2 separate regions of the Triticum aestivum genome follow, and region 2 is linked to region 1. Evidence: chromatin contacts called from public Hi-C data. All regions are on one chromosome and are shown on one strand. Each heading gives the region's core, a stretch centred on a gene start, on an enhancer-like site or on the middle of the called end of the contact. The rest is flanking DNA. Distances are from core to core; before and after follow the strand shown.

Region 1 (2,744 bases), core at 20-2,519:
TGGCTTTGTAAGGATAATTAATAAAGTGGCCGTATGCATCGCCCAGATGCAGAGACCGGGGGTCATCCTCCTTTTCTAAAGAAAAACATGTACTCCAGAATAGATGGGCTAGGATGTTGGCTGGACTATTGATATTCGATGGGGACCTTTGCATTTTTATATTGTGCAAGTTCTTGTCCGATACCTACATGCATAAATTTTACTCCCTCCGTTCCTAAATATAAGTCTTTGTAGACATTTCACTATGGACCACATACGGATGTATATAAATGCATTTTAGAGTGTAGATTCACTCATTTTGCTCCGTATATAGTCCACAGTGGAATTTCTACAAAGAATTATATTTAGGAATGGAGGGAGTATTTTATTTGTAAATCATCAAAAACTTAAAATGAAAAACAGGACCTAAGTTAAATGTGGTTAATACCCAAATTAAAGCATCATAGCCGTTACGGAGATAGAAACCACCGAAAACAGTGTCAATCTCCTATTCTCCTGATAACAAAACCGTGTCTAGCTGAAGTTGGACTTCGCTTAGCTGAGCCAGGAAGCAATCCTGTCTAGGAAGAAACTTCACGCTCGCTTGTCTTGTAGTGTTAGACGAAGCTGTAAGGCAACATGGCACATGCCACTTGCTTGGTCCTTCTTCAGTTCTTCCCCAAATTCCCAGAAAACCCTAGTCACCGACACGCAACATGCACCACCTAATCCCTACCACCTCCTCAAATAGATAGAGACGGGGACGTGTTTCACATTCACACCGAGAGCATGCACGCTACGTTCTCTCCATCGCCAATTCGCCATCACAATGCTATCGGACATATGGGGACAAGTAGCCATCAACTGTTTGAATTTCACCAGGAGGATATCAGAATACCAGCCCTCTGATCCTGTACTTTTCATACATGTATACACATCACCATCGATCAAGTATTGTTGTCCCCGTAATTTTCATCCGAATCGCCGTCAAGTGACCGCGTCCAGAAGATCACCAGCGAGAGACCGCGACGGCGCAAAGTTGAACAGCCATCTATCTAACATTCCATGCTGAAAGGCAGGCATAAAAGAAAGGCCAGATCTGTTTGCCAGATACTATGTATCTCAACATCTGGGCAGTTGATCAGCCTAACAATGCCATATATGACCGGCGTCAGTGGCCTGGGTGGGTGCGAGCATAGGCTGAGCTGTCCTCAGAGACGGAAGGGGAGCACAGGAGGGTGGCATCATTGAAGACCTGATAGCGATGCCTCAACAAACTGGCCACACCACAGCGATCATGGCCGTGGTGGTATAAGAAGCAAAGAAGCGTACCACTGCTAGGAAGCGAGCCTCTCTTCGTCTGACCACCACTGATCTCCAGAGTAGGCAGCACCGGGAAGCAACCTTTCTGCTCAGGCTAGCATGGGGAAGGTGTGCTGCAGCAGCGAGTCGGAGGAGGAGGCGGGCTTCAGCTTCCTGGGGCTCCTCGTCGCGGCCGTCATCGCCTTGGTGTTCATGCTCCTCTGCACGCCGCCGAAGCGGCGCTGCGTCACCATCTACCCGTGCTGTTGAGGCTGAGGAGTCTCCAAGGATCTCTGGTTGCTGGGAGGAAGGTTCGGTTGTTCATGGGAGGGAGCAGGCCAGGCAATGGTTCCTGGTTTTCTTCGGTTCAGAAATAATTTCTACACTACTGAATTGTAGGACTCGTCGAAACTGTAAGCCATATTTATCGGCATATTCGGCTGTCCATCTCCATCTGTAGCATGAACTGATACATACATCTGGGGGGAATAGATATCATCAGACTTGTTATGTTGTTTTCACTTGTCCTGCTCCCTTCTCTCTTTCTCTCCTCTGTTTGTGTTTTGTTTTCTCTTTCAGATCTTTTTATATGATCGTAACACAAAAGCACAGAAGATTGGCTATCTGTTGGCACATCCATGATGCAATTAAATAACAGAAAAGTTCAGTGATATTTTTTTGGTGATCAAGTGGTTCTGTAGTGACTCCAAGAGGATGCACGTCTTAGTGCAAGTTCCAGTAGGAAAGCACTAACCAGAAACAGGGCTACAAAATAGTTCAAGATTAGACCAAAGATTCTACACTTCTTAGCTGATCTGAAAATTCTACTAGGCAGTCTGAAGAAGACCATCATTCAACCGCTTGATTTTCTATTTATCAGTTACTGTAGATAATTGTCAGTGCATCTTAAGCGGCAGCAGGAGCACCAGGCCGGTATTGCTTTGCGGCTCATGGTTATCTCTCTTTGTTTGTCTAGGATCTTTCCCCCGGAAGAATCTCAGACTCCAGTACACCTCTGTAAACTCCCCAGTCTCCAGAAGGGCCTCTATACCTGCAGAATGTCACCCCTTTTTCTGATTTTTTCTCCTTTCGTATAATTTTCCAGGAATGTCTGCACTCTACAGATTCAGGAATCTTGCTTGCTAGTTTAACGGGGATCCATGAAGATCTGCTCAGTCATCAAGATCTCACTGGGTGCAACGATCTCTTCATGAACGCCCATTTCACACTTCAGTTCTATCTTCTGAATTCCTGCACTGAAACTCCTTGCTGAGAATTATTCCGCTCAGATAGGCATGGCTTGACGCCACTTTCTACGGGAAGTGGGGACGAAAGTGAACCCCAGGGTTGTCATTTGCCAATGCCATGAGATAAACTAAACTAATCCTTCAAACTTTTTGAAATGATGTGTCAGAGTCAGACGAAACCTAAGACCGCTACAAAACTCCGAGAACGAAAGAAGA
Region 2 (2,700 bases), core at 185-2,684, 140 kb before region 1:
ATAAAATAAATTGTTTGGTTGTATGTAGGACATAAAGTTCATCGTCCAGTGTGTGAACGTTAGTGCGACTCTCTGCACAACATGGTTCCATTTTTAAAGCAAACGATTGATGTCCACCACCCACTCCGACCTAAAATATCTTTGATCATTCCTGATCCACTTCCAGAAAATACTCCAGCGCCAAAATATTAATCAATATTAAAAATATGTTTTCCAGAGACCAGTCCATCAAATTATATGCGATCACCAATTGAGAAACCACATGCGGAAACTGAAAAACATTACTTCGTCACTTCCGTCAGGATCTTATTTGTGCACAAGCAGGTCACCAAGAACTCGTATGCCATTTTGTAAATAAAAACTGTAACGAATATAATTGCACGCATGCAGTTGATGCAAATAAATAAATAAATTCCAAAACGTAGGGAACGCAGTGCTTGAGGTGCGCTAGCGCCGCACATCCGACTTGACTCTGACAGAGACGAATTTCCCAAGTACTTCGATGTGAACTTATAAGAGTACAAAGGACACGTCACATGATAGTACCGAACAATCTTCGTGGACGCAGACCAGCGGACAAAATGGCACCAAAACCTAAATATGCAATACTACACATTATCCCCAAAACAACCTAAAAACCCCAATTCAGAGCCGAGCGACGGAATTTCACAAAACCCGCCTCAAACCCAAACTCTTGAGTAAAAGCCCCCTAAATTGCCCGCATTAAAAAATTGGCGCAAAGCGAGGCACACTTGCAGATAAAAATGTGGGATACTGGGATCCAATCATCCAAACCAAAATCAAAGCGACAATTGCAATGCCGAGAGGTTTGGTCTTTGGTGGCAATAATCGAAACATCTGTACGCTGTGACAGCGAAGCGCATTTACCAAAATAAACAAACAATGGCACCCGAAATCCACCTCACTTGACAGCGAAAGCCCACCAAATTCCGGTCGCCAGAGCCGATCGCGATCCGCGAGGGCCCCCAAATTCCTTCCCACCCCCAAAAACCCTGCTCCAATGGTGACCACGAATCCGCGAACCATACCATTCTGGGAAAGTCTCCGCGACTAGCGAGCAGCGCTGGACTGGACACTAGCTACTAGGGTTTCCCGTGGAGGGGAACGAGCGAGCGTACCTCGAGAGGGGTGTAGAGGCGCAGCGCCTGGCCCTGGAAGAAGTGGTCGACCGCCTCGTTAGGCCCGCCCTGGCCCTGGCCCTGCACCGCCGCCGCCGCCCCCCTCGCGCCCCCGCCGACGGCCTCCATGCCGCCGCGGACGTCGCCGGAGAAGCACCCTCCCATCCCTGATCTCGGCCCTGGAGCCGCCGGAGAAGTTTGAAACGGGTGGACTTTTTTTTGAAACGAGTGGACGTGTTTGAGAGCTGAGAGGCGGAGAGACAGAGCGCGTTCGTTCGCAAATCCCGTGCTCCGGGCTCTCGGCGGAGGGATGGATATTTGTAGGCGTTTTCGCTCAACGCGCACGCACGCACAGGAGTCGAGAGGGGCACGGAGGGCACGACGCTGGTCGAAGTGGCCCACGCGCCTGTTCCATTTTTGGAAACCAAGAGCTGCCGTGAGTTGCCTGATGATTTCCGAAAGGAAAAAAGGTCCTATATATTTCTTCGGCCATTATTATTCACGCGGCAGCGCGGGACAGGGGGAAAGGACCGGGAACCAAATCTGAGATCGCCGCGATATTTCGTGGAGCAAACGGGACCTTATACTACGCGGTTCCGAATAACGAGAGAGCTGATTGATTGACCAGATGAAACGACCTGAGCACACGGGGGCATCATCCCGCATTACCGATGTCGTTTTTTTAACCAATGCCGTATAGCCGTGCACATTCTCGCTAATTCCCCCGCACAAAATGTAATAATCAGGAATTTCTTGACCATCAAAAACTTACAGAGGTATTAGTCAATAATGGTCCATCGTGCATTATTACCATCGTACAAATGGCCCATCGCACACCGAAAACCATCGCGAACCAGCGTTTACTTTTGATACGCGGGTTTCTCTTTTCTCAAAGCGACACGTCACCAATGCCACACGTCTCGTCAAACCGGGTTCCTAGGTCATGTTTCGCCCGTGTTGGGACAATTACATTTTCCCAAAATCTAAAAAGTGGCCGTGCACGATTTAGTCGAACCGAGCGGCCGCGCTAGACGACAGGTCGCTGTTTGAAACGACCACTCCATATCTCTCTCTCTCCTCGCCTTATCCACTCTGCCATCTCTCTCGTTCCTCTTCTCGATCCCCTTTCCTCGTCTCTGTTCCGTGTCGGGCACGGAGGTCCACGCTGGCATCGAATCCTGAGGGCACGGAGATCCTCGCCGACGCTCTGTTCGGCGGAGCGACGGAGTGCGGCGAGCAGGTCGGCCGTAGGGCCGAAGCAGCAGCAGCGCCGCCGCCCTCTCCCCTTTTTCTCAGAGCCAGGGAGAGATGTTGTCAGCGTCGTCGTTGTGGATGGCGGTTTCGTGGTGGTTGTCAAGGTACCTGCTACCTCATGTTGGGGGTCGCCTGTAAGCAGCAGCGACGGCAACTGCCATGGCGATCGAGCGTCAGTGGGGATCGAGCGTCAACACTGTACTACTCTTTGGATCCCGCTCCTAGTTGTACTTCTCTTTGGATCCTGCTCGTTGTTGTTAGCTACACCGATTTGGCCTCGCCTTATTCAGTTTCTTTGATACATGCT

Evidence for each region. Hi-C and Micro-C count contacts between places; a contact is called where the count stands out from the background.
Region 2: a Hi-C map of leaf shows a contact between it and region 1, with 4 times the contacts expected there. The contact joins the promoter of LOC123130159 here to the promoter of LOC123092419 in region 1. A contact is called at or near these places in 3 of 5 Hi-C or Micro-C datasets (all in leaf) and 1 of 1 datasets of contacts at active chromatin or transcription factors (leaf).

Annotation. Positions count from the first base shown.
Region 1 is chr1B:443,861,102-443,863,845 of IWGSC CS RefSeq v2.1, reverse strand. LOC123092419 reads left to right here and starts at 1,269. Exons shown (of 1, transcript XM_044514193.1): 1 at 1,269-1,802. The coding sequence starts at 1,402. The coding sequence ends at 1,551.
Region 2 is chr1B:443,998,145-444,000,844 of IWGSC CS RefSeq v2.1, reverse strand. LOC123130159 (protein BONZAI 3) reads right to left here and starts at 1,434. Exons shown (of 17, transcript XM_044550132.1): 1 at 1,140-1,434. The coding sequence starts at 1,304.